Linked DNA regions of Sus scrofa: region 1 is linked to region 2. The links are chromatin contacts, called in public HiChIP or PLAC-seq maps. All regions are on one chromosome and are shown on one strand. The core of a region is the stretch at or near the end of the contact, and the rest is flanking DNA. Distances in the headings are between cores, read along the strand shown. Region 1 holds the start of LOC100153925 (mitotic-spindle organizing protein 2B). Region 2 holds the start of PI4KA (phosphatidylinositol 4-kinase alpha).

Region 1 (6,253 bases), core at 271-2,770, 170 kb after region 2:
TTCTTGGCAGAGAGAAAGGAGGCCTCTGGAGGTCGGAGAGAGACACAAAGAGAGCAGACAGTGTACATCAGTGAGGAGGCCTGCACTCCAGCACTCAAGGCCTCTCAGAATGGGGGCACAGTGCCTGGGGCCCTGGCGCTCCCACCCACAGGGCCTGACTGCCCCTCCACCCAATATCAGCCCCTTCTCAGGGTGTTTCTGGCCAAGGTTCTGCTGCCTTTCAGAGGGTTTCTAAAAATTGGGAGCAGAAGTGACAAGCAAGGAGAGTAAGAGCTCCACCACGTCACCCTGGTCACCAGCACTTGCTCATTTCTCAGCCATGACGGTCCAGACTGAGGTCCATCTGCAGCCCCAAGGATGGAAGCTTAGCTGTTGGGACTCCTGGGCAGGACTTGGGCCGGGTAGGGTGCAGACAAGGGGGCGCAGGAAGGTCTCTTCAGTTGAGGCGACAAGTGCCACGAGAACAGGAACCAAAGCCACTTTGTTTCCATGTTCATGGGATGAAGACAGGAATGCAGAGGTGGCAAGACGCCAGTGTACACAAGTCCCAGAGGAGGCCTGGTCTGCTTTGGCCACCCATCCTGCATCTACCTGATCTGGATGTGCATCCTCGAAGGTGGTAGCAAAGTTGAAGCTGGGGACAGGAGCCCAAAGGGCCAGCCCTTGGAGCAGTCCCGGGACAAAAGCAACAGAAAAGCCTGGCTACTCAGGGCTAAGCAAGCCCCGATGTGCCAGGCACTGCCCACCTCCCGCTCCCGCCCTACACCCGCCGCCCAGGCCCAGCTCTGACCTCGGGTCTCAGGCACGCTGGTCGTGGGCAGGGGCACGGCCACGGGGTCTTGGGGCTCGCTCGCCAGCCGCTGCCCAGCGCACATGGACTTCAGCATCTGGAATACGGCGAGGGGCGCCACGTTCAGCTTTAGCAGGTCCACCAGGATCCTAGAGAGAACAGACCCGGCGCGCGGTGAGCCTTCCTCGCCCGGGCCGTCAGTCCCCCGGAACCCCGAAACCCGACTCCGCCGCGCGCTCACTTGAACACTTCGGGGTCCATGGCGCCGCCCGCAGCCTGAGCCAGCTCGAACAGCTCCGTCTCCTCGGCGCTCAGCACCTTCTTCCGCCGCAGCGCCAGCTTCTGTAGGGCCGCTTCCAGCCCTGGTGGCGCCCCCGGCCCGGGCCCCGCGCCTGGCGCCGCCATCTGCTTGCGGCTGGGTCCCCCACCCGGTACAGCCCCGCCGCGCCCCCTACCGGCCCGCCGCGCCCTCCTCTCCCAGCAGCTCCCCTGCCATCCGGCGCTCAGATCCGGGCCCGGGCGGCGCCGGGCGTTGGAAGGAGACCCGCTCTTCGGCGACTGGTCTTCTCTACGCTCTCACGGCGGTGACGGCATCCAGAGTATCTCACGCTGGCATACCGTGGGCGATCAATAAATGCCCGTTGGACCCAGAGTGTACTGTTTCGCGCCGGGTCCGGTAGGAGGCGCGCCTCTAGGCAGTAACGCACAGGCCTTACGTGCACGCGCGCTCTTTTCCTAGGTGGGCGCCCCCTTGCGGTCCCATAAACCCACGGGACTACACTTTGCGCACGCGCCTTTTAAAGAAGCAGCCCAAAGAGAAAGCGGCGCTTTTCCCGTTTGTAAAGGGGAGGTGACGCCACGCGCAGCTTGATGACGACATTTCGGCGCCGGTTCGCCGAATGGCGGCCTCCATCCCTAAAGCGAGCGACCCTGTGGGTCTCTCAGGTGAGTGGCGGGAGTCGCGCGTGGTCTATCCCAATTACCTGGCGGCCACCTAGACCCTCTGCCCGAGCCGTCTCCGTTCCTACGCGAGCCCCGGGCCTCGGGCTGGGCCGGCCGGGAGCCGGGGCCCAGCTGCGCCTTCCCGCGCGCCCCGACCTTGTGGGCGCTCGGTTAACGTTCGCTGAACGAAGTGGAGCGGGGAGAGCCTGCGGCTCAGCGAGCGGTGTGGAGAGAGCAGGGGTGGATCCCGGCTCTATCTTTCCTCCCCGTGTGGACTGGCTTTGCGGAGACTTGGGTTCCTTGTCTGTGACATGAGGGCCCAGATGCTCCCTTGTCATGAGCAGCAGATGGGAGCACGCCTTTCTTCCAGCGCGCGGGCAGAGGGAGGCCCTGGCAAGACTGGCGCTACTGGCGCTGCGGGTCCCAGGAGGAACCCTGAAACCAGGTCGGGATCCTCTCTTGAAGGCAGCGAGGGCGGAGGTGGCGGGGGCGAAGTTCAGGCTTGGTGCACGGCGCAGAGGGACGCAGCAGCGAGAACCGGGGCGGAGAGACGCTCCTCTCTCCCCGAAACACCCTGATTGGGCGCCTAGGACTCATTCCTTCAGCCGCTGCCTCTGCAGACTGTGAGCAAGGAGCTAATTTCACCTTATCATCTCCAAACCTCTGCCCTTTGCAAACAGTTCAGGGTTTTATTCTGCTTTGGTCATTTTGGAATAGTGCACAATGTTCTCTTGACCACTTGGTTCAGGGCTTAAGCATTTTGTCTTCCTTGAAACGGAAACTGATAGCTAGTTTAATTAAGAGTTGAACAGACTCGGTGTTACCGAACTCAGGTTGGGCTGCTCACACTGCTGGAAAGCCAAAAGTGTTGGTAGAAAGGAAGGCTGGCACCCGGGGAGAAGACCAGCTGGTGTCCCAGGACCAATTCTTTAAGATTCTTGACAGGGGGAGTTCCGTCGTGGCGCAGGGGTTAACGAATCCGACTAGGAACCATGAGGTTGCAGGTTCGGTCCCTGCCCTTGCTCAGTGGGTTAATGATCTGGCGTTGCCGTGAGCTGTGGTGTAGGTTGCAGACGCGGCTCGGATCCCGCGTTGCTGTGGCTCTGGCGTAGGCCAGTGGCTGTGGCTCCGATTCGACCCCTAGCCTGGGAACCTCCATATGCCACGGGAGCGGCCCAAAGAAATAGCAAAAAGACAAAAAAAAAAAAAAAAAAAAAAAAAAAAAGCTTCTTGACAGTTGTTAAGAGGAAAAAAGGAGTTCCTGTTGTGGCTTAGTGGGTTAAGAACCCAACGTAGTGTCAGTGACGATGCAAATTTGATTCCCGGCCTCACTCAGTGGGTTAAGGATCCAGCATTGCTTCAGGGTGCGGTGTAGGTTGCAAGTTCAACTCAGGTACCCTGTTGCTGTGGGTGTGGTATAGGCCAACGGCCGCAGCTCCAATTCAGCCCCTAGCCTGGCCTTAAAAAGAGAAGAAAAAAAAGGAGAGAAACATATCAATGAATTATCGATGCAGGAGGTGGTTAGGCTCTGCTAATTTTCCATTGCAAGCATACTGACTGAGACTGGCTGACTTCTCATGACCTCTCTTCTGATGTTATTCTGCCTGTGTGGTGTGCCTGCAGAATTGTTAAGGGGAAAGCTGGGGGTAGAGAGCTAGTCATTTTTTAACTACCTATTTCTTCATTCCTACTTCTTTCAGTCTTGGGGGAAACTCCAGTTAGGCAAGGCATTGTGTGCATTCTGTAAAGCATAAGTTAAATGTTGCCTTGTGACTTTATTTCTGTATGGTTTGAGGGGAACAGAAAGGGACAAACAGGAAAGAGACAAAGGAGCTGCTTACAATTCCCCACCATCAGACATCATTCCACTTCTACGAGATCAGGGGTGAAGGTCTGTCTTCTGTAACTTCTTCCTGCTGACGTAGAGTGCCATGCTCTCTGAATGGTGCCATGGGTGTCAGCATGGGTCTGTAGCCTCTCTTTGCAGACAGTTTTAGTTGCCTGCTTATATATACGGGCAGAGCAAGCTACAATTGTTATTATTCTTTTGGCTGTACCTGTGGCATACAGAACTTCCCCAGCCAGGGATGGAAACGTGCGCCATTGCAGCAATAATGCCAGATGCTTAACCCGCTGGGCCACCAGGGAACTCCAGCTACAGTTATTTTGATGCCTACAAAAATGCAGATTATTTTGAGCAATAATGCCAATCCATTCTCTTGAGGCCAGTTCTTGGAATTGTGCTGGCCATAGATGGAGCAGCTTCTGACATGGTTGCAGTCTGGTCATCATGCAGTTAGCTTTTTTTTCCTCTGGTGACAGTTACAGTATCTGTAAAACAACTCTGGCATGTGCATCAGACCCTGAGTCTGTGACTCTCTTGTCCTGATCACTAGCTGCTCAAGCCTTCTCGTTTGTGACTCAGGGAGGCTTGGGAATCTTCAGCTTTTCTACAAACAGCTTTGTACTTGGGAGGGGGGAAGGGTCTCCTCTGCCTCGTGGGGAGTGTTCATGCTGCCAAGTGGAAGACATGCACGTCTCCACTCAGCCTCTCAGCTGCCACCCAGCCTCCATTCATGTACACTGCCAGTTACCACCGAAGTACCCTTCTTCAGAGCATGGACAGAACTGTACCAGGAAGGCTATCAGCAGCCCATCACTGGGACTCACAGGTCCCTTCTCTGCTCTGTCCAGGGCTGGACATTTGCAGTTTCTGACCTGGGGGCCAAGAGAGGTAGGATTCTGGAGAGCTACCTGATTTTCTGATTGCCCATTCACTGTCTCCGTTGTGAAGTTTGCTTTTCCTCTCTCTTCCTTCTCAGACAGCACAGGTCACACAGAGGTGTATCCACCCGTCTCTATGAGAGATTTGTGAGGAGGTCTGTGGCTTTGAATCTGTCTCTGCCAGGTACCAGCTGGCAGAAGGCAAGTGACTCCCCTCCTCTGTGCCTCCATTTCCTCATCTGTGCTGACCTTGTAGGTTGTTGTGAAGATGTTATTTTCTTTCTTTCCTTTTTTTAAATTTATGGCTGTACCTGTGGCTTATGGAAGTTCCCAGGCCAGGGCTTGAATCTGAGCCACAGCTGTGCCAATGCCTTCTCTGTGGTCTCTCAGGAAGAATCTGCTCTCAAGCTTAATCAGGTTGCTGGCAGGACCCAGTTCTTTGCAGCTATAAAGTTGCGATGCCCGTTTCCTTGCTGGCTTTTAGTCAAGGCTGCCCTGTGTCTTATGCTTCTCAGACTTGAGCCTTGAATCATATCTGCAAAATCCCTTCACAGCAGTAGCTCAAAGAGTGTTTGAATAACCAGGGACAGGAATCTTGGAGGACAGACTGTCTTTAGGAATCTGCCTGCCACTAAGGATTAAATGAGCAGCGTACGTATGGCGAGCCCTCAGGCCCAGGCCTGGTACATGGCAAGTGCTGTATAAGCCTTACCAGGGATCCACACCACACATTGGAGCCAGCCACTGTGTGCTGTGTGTGAACAGCACGTCTGTAAAATGTAGGACTTGGCAGTGCATATGGTTCGAGTTGTACAGATGTCCTCCTGCCCGTGTGAAGCAAGGTGTTGTGTCGCTCTGTCACGTGGCAGATGCTGAGATTATCTTTTTCTCTCCACAGTGGTTTTCTAAGACGGCTGCTTTTGAGTCTCCCCGGGTGGCTGCCATGGCGTCCCCTCACATGCAGCAGCCCAGCTTCCTGCTGGTGAGTGTCAGCTGCCCTCTGGAACACCAGCATGATGGCAGGGACTGGAGAGCTCTTGCTGCTGATTTGAGCTCTCCGCAGGTGGTTTTGCGAGGGCACGATGGAAATAACACTGGACTCGGGTTAGAATCCTCAGCTTGAGTCTACCTTCTGCTGCTGCAGGCCCTTGGGATTTTGCTCAGCCACTGAGCCCTGGTTTTCTCATCTATGAAATGAGTTGATTGAAATGCCGCTTCCTGATCCCGAGGGGTGTGGGGAGGAGCGGGTTAGGGGGATCTATGTCTTCCTGTCTCGTAAATCCCCATGCAAAAGCCAAGTGTCCTGACCGCCTGACCCTTGTTGGTGAAAACACTGCTCTGCTGGGGGCAACCCAGCCTGCCCTTGAGCATTAAACTTGCTGAGAGGGTAAGTGTGAGGCACATACTGTGATGAAAGTTTCCAGCTTCACTTCCCAGAAGACATTGTTTGTAAACATTTTTCCTTGGTGGCCCCTCTAGAGCCAGCGCACCCGTCCCCTCCAACTGAGGTGCCACAGACCCCACCCTTGTTTGGAGGTGGGCAGGGCCTTAGGGGTTCTTGGGCAAAGCCCTCTTGTTTAGAAATCTGGCCTCTCCTCCTGATCTTCATATATTTGCACAGAGGCATCTTTTCTTTGTGTAGTCAGGATACACACATGCTTTCCCTTCGCCCCTGACTTGGGGCGGATTTCCTTATTTCTTGTCCTGAATGTTTTCTGACCTCTGTGTTACCTTCATGATCCATGTCGGCATATGGCCAGAGTGCCTTGTTTCTTAAGGTGATGGTTAAAGGACATC
Region 2 (7,155 bases), core at 4,209-6,708:
TCTGAACCTGGCCATGCAGTCTCTGCACATATCATCTTTCCTAGTGAGCACTTTACATATATATGCATACACACACATACATTTTTTAGAGTTGATTTAGTTACACCAGTTCCAGTAACATGAAGACCCTCTGCTGATGCTCATTCTCTCTCCTCTCATTCTGTGGTTATTAAGATGGCCTCACAAAAGAAAGGGAGCAGAATGGAAAATTTTCAGCTTCATGATGCTGAAAAAGATGCCAAAACCTTTGGAAATCAACTATACTTTAATTAAAAAAAAATTTTTTTTTTAAGATGCCAGGGTGTTCCCCTTGTGGCTCAGCAAGCTACCAACCCAACTACTATCCATGAGGGTGTGGGTTCGATCCCTGGCCTCGCTCAGTGGGTTAAGGATCCAGTGCTGCCATGAGCTTGTGGTGTAGGTTGCAGATTCAGCTCGAATCCCATGTGGCTGTGGTGCTGGCCGTCAGCTGCAGCTCCAATTCGACCCCTAGCCCAGGAATTTCCATATGCCACAGGTGTACCCCTAAAAAGCAAAAATAAATTTAAAAAATGCCAATACAATGATTTTCATTCCACAGCAGACCACTCTAAAGGACAGACTGGATAGTCATGACCTTCAGAAAGCCCACTGTCCGAAAAATCTGGGCACACGTTCCTCTGATTATAGTTAAGAGTCACCCAGCACATGTTCTTCAGCACATCTGACCACCAGAGCGGGTCCAGCCCATCCCTGATGCCACAGTACCATTTAAACATTCAGTCAATGGGGAGCTCCCTAGTGACACAGTGGGTTAAGGATCCAGCATTGGCACTGTAGCAGCTGGGGTTGCAGTGATGTGGCTTCAGTCCCTGACCTGGGAGCTTCCACATGCCCCAGGCTCAGCCAAAAAAAACCAAAAACATCAGGTCAAAGGTTAGCTAGCTTCAAGACTCTGGCACTCTAACTGAAGAAGAGAGCAAGTATTTTAGGATATGAGAGGAAGAGAGTATGTTCAAAGCCTCCTGTGGTGGAAAGTCAAGTGGGAGGATTGGGGTCCATTAGTAAGATCGGGTCAGGTGAGATTTCCCCGGCACAGAGGAGTATAACTAGGCAGAGCCAAGAGAAGGCTTGGCAGGAGCAGCTGAGCAACATTCTAAAGACAGGAAAGAAGCAGGAAAGTACAACCTGAGATGGGCAGGCAGATGGAAATCAGAGAGGGAGTCTTTGGTATAGACAGGACTCTCAAGTTTTCTCATCTTTCTCCCAGAGGGAGAGAGCTGAAAGCTGAGAAGGCCTCAGAGGGTGTGTTCAGAGATGAGCAGAAAGCCCAGGGGTGACCCTCAGGGCTGGGGCTCCAGTCTTAGGGACAGCCTAGCAAAAAAAGGTCAAAGTTCAGACAAGAATGCCCAGGGATGAACAGGGCAGGAGTCTGGTCACCAGACCTGTGATGCAGGAGTAAATGGGAACTTGAAACAAATCCGACTTCTTGTTGGTCACCTGAGCAACCAAATTAGGAGTTCATTTTTTCTTTTTCAGCCACACCTAGGGCAAATGGAAGTTCCAGGCATCGAATCCCAGGCACAGCTGCAGCAATGCTGGATCCTTAACCTGCAGCACCAAAGAAATTTCAGGAGTATCTTATTTACCTGGCCTAATATGTATCAATTAATTGCTCAATAATAACTGTTTTCTGAGTGAAAGAGCAAATTAAGGAATTAACAAATAAAAGGCACTGAGTAGTGATAGGTTTGGTTTCTCAGCCTGGGCTTAGAGTAGGTAAAAGGAGTAAGTCAAATCAACCCCACTGTGGTGTAACAAGGTAAGAGGCAGAGAACATTATGGTATTAATGCGCCCAGGTGCCACTAAAAACGTGTCAGACTGCCTAAGAGCCCATGTCTGAGCTGAGGTGTCAGGCCTAGTTCAGAAAATAGCCTTCCTTGGGTCAACCCCATCTACACCAGGCCCACTCAGTCCCCTGCCTCTTCCTCCTCTCTGGAAAAAATAAGGGAGAGAGAAACAAAAATAACGATCTAGAGTTGTCACTGCTTAGTGTGGGTCACTGCTCTGGCGAGAGTTCAGTCCCTGACCCAGGAACTTCCATAAGCTGCAGGAGTGGGCAAAAAAACAAAAAAGGAGTCAACGGTCATCTCCCCTCTTAGGTCCCCATCTTTCTTACCCTAGATCATACCCAGAAGGGCCTTTACTCTTTTTTTTTTTTTTTGTCTTGTCTTCTTGCCTTTTCTAGGGCCACTTCCCACAGCATATGGAGGTTCCCAGGCTAGGGGTGCAATCAGAGCTGTAGACACCGGCCTACACCACAGCAACTCAGGATCCCAGCCGCATCTGGGACCTATACCACCGCTCATGGCAACACTGAATCCTTAACCCACTGAGCAAGGCCAGGGATTGAACCTGAAACCTCATGGTTCCTAGTCGGATTCGTTAACCACTGAGCCACAACGGGAACTCCAAGAAATCTGTAACTGGCTGTGATCAATTAATTGTAAACACCACTGCACTCGGACCAGCCAGAAGGGCCTTTACTCTTAAGAACCTCAAGAATCTTTTCCTTAGGAATACTAAGGACTTCTTGTTAATTGTTCTAAGGTAGGGGAGGGTAGGAGTGCCTATCGCAGCACAGTGGAAAGGAATCTGACTAGGAACCATGAGGTTTCGGGTTCAATCCCTGGCCTTGCTCAGTGGGTTAAAGATCTGGCGTTGCCATGAGATGTGGTGTAGGTCGTAGACTCGGCTAGGATCTGGAGTGGCTGTGGTGTAGGCCGGCGGCTGTACCTTTGATTAGACCCCTAAACTGGGAACCTCCATATGTCACAGGTGTGGCCCTAAAAAGAAAAAAGAAAAAAAAAAAAGAAGTAGGGGAATGTAGTAAGCAGACATATAGGACTAAATGAAATTTACATGGTTGTTGGAACCAGCCACCTACAGAAGCCTCTTCTGAGAAGGGAGTTGTTTCGGGGTCCCCAAGACTCACACATGTACACAGTCATACTCATGGTTAAAGTTCATTACAGTGCAGATACCCGCAGGGGAAAACCTACAGATGGGATCTGGAGAAACCCTCCTCTCATTTCCCCTGTATAGCAGCAAACAATGCTGGTATAATATTTGTGCCTGCAGAAGTCCACTAGAGACACAGCCCCCAAGGTTTTTACTGAAGGCTGGTCACTTAGGCCCTGCCTGCTTAGATTCCAGATTCCTGAGGGAAAGCAGGACTTCAACATAAACCATACTGCTCCAACAGAGTCTAGACAGTGTGAATCACCCTTATCAGTTAGCATAAGAACTGAGCAGTTCAAGAGCAAATTTCCTGATGCCAGCCAGGCCAACCTTGCAGGCAAACCCTTCTGAGGACAGCAGCCTCAGGCCTGTTCTCTTAACTCTTTCCAGAATTGGCTGTAAATGAGCCAATGAAACTAAAGTAGCTCCCAGAGTAAGAGCTATTAGGGAGCCAGGGACCAAAATGCTGGATTAATCAGTTGAAAAACATTTATCTTGACAATCTAAGCAGTTCCAGAAGATACAAAGCTAACAACGTGGCAGCTGCAGAATCTTCTTGTGACTAGTACAGAAGGGTGAAAAGGGTAAGAAGAGCTGAAGGTGCATTTTTCAGTTCCTGAGTGGGGAAGGCTGCCACCACTGCAGGAGCCGCAGGACCCTCTCCTCCAAGTTCATCCACTTCCCTGCAAGCCCAGCAAGCAAACTTCTGATGTGCTCCTTGGTCCTCCTACTAAGAAGAGAATGTGCTGACCAGCTGGCAGGGATTTGTTTCCGTAAAACCAGCACTGTGGTCCATTAGTCAGGCTCGTGCAATGGTAACAGGGATCATCCATTATGTACTCACAAGCCTGCCTTTATTTGTGTTATTCTGTTAATCTTCACAGTACTCTTACCAAGGAGTGTACCCTTGTATTTTGCAGGAAAAAGCAGAGGGACAGACTGAGGAACTCAGCTGCCCAGAGTCACACCAATGCGTGCGAATTTAGGGTTTAGGCGTTCCCATCTTGGCTCAGCAGAAACAAATCTGACTAGCATCCATGAGAATGAACACAGGTTCCATCCCTGGCCTCACTCAGTGGGTTAAGGATCCGCCATTGCCATGACCTGTGGTGGAGGTCACAGACACAGCTTGGATCCTACGTTGCTGTGGCTGTGGTATAGGCCAACAGCTACAGCTCTGATTCCACCCCTAGCCTGGGAACCTACATATGCTGCACAAGCGGCCCTAAAAAGCAAAAACAAAACAAAACAAAAAACAGGGTTTAAACTCAGGTGATCCTATCTCTACAACCAGTATTCTTTCCCTTCCATTGCACTTGCCCTCTGATTAGAAGTCAGGTAGGCATCAGTCTCCAGGCCCTGCTCACCCTCCAAGTTTGAGAACCTACAAAGCCAAGGAAGGCCTAGGTCAGCCTGCTAAAGTGCCTAAAACGATTTCACCGGGCACCAGAGCCACTCCCAACTGTCAGACAACAATCTTTCCATGTGCCAGGAGGCTGTGCAGAATCATCCCATCCCTTCAATGCTAACACATTGCATCGAGTCTCATCACACACACGTGGCATGGGGGAGCTGCCCTTTACTGTCCAACTCTTTGTCAGGCATGTTATGCTAGAACTCAAGAACGACTTCATTTCACAGATAAGGAAACAGAGGCTCCGAGGGTTGAAGTAACTTGTTCAAGACGACATACAGCGACAGTGCAGGTACCTTCTCAAACTAAAAGCTGTTTCCCCCCATCCCAGGCATCCGTGGGGCTGCCTCTCCCCCTCTCCAAGATAAGGAACGCTCCGGGGTGAGTTCTTTTTTCTTCAAACACCCGCTTCCCCGGTCTGAAGACCCCTCTAATCTCGCAAGAAAACAGTGCGCAGCAGACCTGCGTTTCAGAAAGCGCTCCCCGACACTACCCCACCGCCCTTCACCTCCAAGGACAAAGCGCTTACAAGCACCCCTTCCCCGAGGAAGGCAGCGCCCAAAGTCACCAAAAAAAGGCAGGGCGAGCGGGGGCCACCCCAGGTTCGACCACGGCCCCCGCCGCCTCCGCCTAGCGGTGTCACTAGGCGGCCCCGGCCTAGCCCGCCGGGAGCTCACAACCACCCGCCCGCCACACGCCCGCCGGCCCCCTGCCGCACCGGCCTCCTTCACGAGCTCCTCGCGCCCCCGGCAGCCGAGGCCCACCTCGGCCTCTGCAGACCCCAGCCGCGCCTCCAGCGCCCCGGCCCCCTCCTCCTGTCAGCCCGCACTGGGCCGCCAAACTACCTTCTCCAAGGAAGCCGGCCTCTGCACCGCCAAGGAGCGGGCCAGCGACAGGACTGTGTTGAAATAGAAGCCCCGCGACGCGCCGGCGCCGGAGGCTGAGCCGGGGCCGGCGCCGCCGCCGCCGCTTCCCCGGGCCGCGGCCGCCGCCATCGTCGCGCACCGCGGCGCCACCCGCCGGCTTTCCGCAACCGGCCCGCGAGCGCCAGAGCCCACAGCGCAGGTGCGGCCTCATCCGGCCGCCCCACCACGTGACCTCGCTGACACCGGTGGGGCGTGGCCGCGGGCTGCTCCACTGCCCGCGGGGGTTGGGGGCAGGGCGGCCGCTGTGCCGCGCGCGAGGCGTGGTTTCCCCCCGTGGCGGGACCCGATGGTCGACTCCGGAGGCGGGGCCTCTACGCACTGCAGGCGGAAAGAACTCGCGCTGTGCTGGCAGCAAGCGAACCGACGCTTCTCTGGGGCCTTGGCTAGCCCGCGGCCCCCAGTGCCCCCCCTCACCTCGGCCGCGCCCCCTTCCTCCGGCCCACCGCGGGCCAAGCACCGCCGCCATGTCGGCCTACCCCAGAAGCTATAACCCGTTCGATGATGACGCGGAGGACGAGGGCGCCCGGCCAGCGCCGTGGACTGATGCCCGCAACCTCACGGACGGGCCCGAGTCGCCCGCTGACCGGCAGCAGGCCCTGCGGCAGGAGGTGCTGCGCCGGGCCGAGGCCACGGTCGCCAGCACGGGAAGGTCCCTGTCCCTCATGTACGAGTCCGAGAGGATAGGAGTCGCCTCTTCTGAGGTGAGTCCGCGGTCCCCTGTGTTATTGGGGTCGCCCAGTGGGCTGGGAAGGGTCCTAGCGCTTTAGCGGCTGGAAGGTTGGTACGATCTGTCAGCCCGGTAAAGAAAAGTCTAAAGTACTCGAAAGGGGCGGTTTGCTTCCGGCAACCTCGCTGAACTCTTAGTCGCCTAGTTTCTTTTTTTTCTACTTCTAGTACACAGGCAATCTCCATGCCCTGGCCTATCTAGGCGAGTAAAGGTTCTGAATAGCAGACCCGATTAGGGAAGTGGAGAATGTGTTTCTCTTACACGATTTCCTGGGCAGCATCCAGGCTGAATCCTGCCAGAGTGACCTAGCAAGGACTGTGACTGCTAGTGTCTGAAAGCATCCGAGGAAATGGGCCTTGAGTTCTTCCCCGAAACTGATGGCTTTTCCACCTCGCCTTGAGGTGTGTTGAGTTCTCCGCCTGGACGACTGCTGAGTGAGCCAGAGCCCAGTAGAGTGGGGAGCCCTTCCCTTCCCTTCCCAATACAAACGAAGGTGTCTGAGACTGACACTGTGTGGTCTGTGATGATCTGTTGCTCCGTTTCATCTTTGTCAGTTCCTCTTTCCATTCATAGACGATTTCAGAGTTGGACCTTTTTAAAGTTTTTAAAAATTTAATAGCATGTTACAGCAATATCAGCTAGGAATGATTCATCTTAAGCACTTGTAGCTCTGGAAGCTAAAGCTTTGTCTCACCCCATGGGTCTTTTCATTAACTCTTTTCTCTGCAAAGTTACTGACCTGGTTACTTACAGTTTTGAGGTATATCGCATCATTCTCCCATAGCCACTTGCTTGGCTTATTTCCCTTCCCCACTTCTCCCAGTTACTGGCTCCCTCATTGTCATACCTGCCTGTCTTCAGCCTCATCAAGGAAGTTTAGCGTATGTCTACTGGTTCCTATATTCGAGTCTCAGTGGAAGGTATCGACTTAGATTTGGGAGGAATGCCTGAGGCCTTAGGGCCCTGAGAGGAGTGGGTCACTTAAGGATCCCCAGCTCAAGGAAGCCAACTAAGAACTGCTTGAAAAGACATATTTGGCAACTGAAAACAAATGAAGTAGGAAATCAAAATGATATACAGTAGAAGA

What was found. HiChIP or PLAC-seq counts read pairs in DNA pulled down with a chosen protein or histone mark.
Region 1: a contact with region 2 is called in an H3K27ac HiChIP or PLAC-seq map of alveolar macrophages. The contact joins the promoter of LOC100153925 here to the promoter of PI4KA in region 2. A contact is called at or near these places in 1 of 5 promoter capture datasets (liver), 1 of 47 Hi-C or Micro-C datasets (heart right ventricle) and 2 of 2 datasets of contacts at active chromatin or transcription factors (alveolar macrophages and skeletal muscle).

What each region holds. Positions count from the first base shown.
Region 1 is chr14:50,663,029-50,669,281 of Sscrofa11.1, forward strand. LOC100153925 (mitotic-spindle organizing protein 2B) reads right to left here and starts at 1,521. Exons shown (of 3, transcript XM_001929600.2): 1 at 1,032-1,521; 2 at 791-939. The coding sequence starts at 1,195. It overlaps SMPD4 (sphingomyelin phosphodiesterase 4), which reads left to right and starts at 460. Exons shown (of 19, transcript XM_001929589.6): 1 at 460-1,735; 2 at 5,355-5,438. The coding sequence starts at 1,661.
Region 2 is chr14:50,486,525-50,493,679 of Sscrofa11.1, forward strand. PI4KA (phosphatidylinositol 4-kinase alpha) reads right to left here and starts at 5,459. Exons shown (of 55, transcript XM_001929569.6): 1 at 5,261-5,459. The coding sequence starts at 5,410. It overlaps SNAP29 (synaptosomal-associated protein 29), which reads left to right and starts at 5,663. Exons shown (of 5, transcript XM_003132993.4): 1 at 5,663-6,042. The coding sequence starts at 5,806.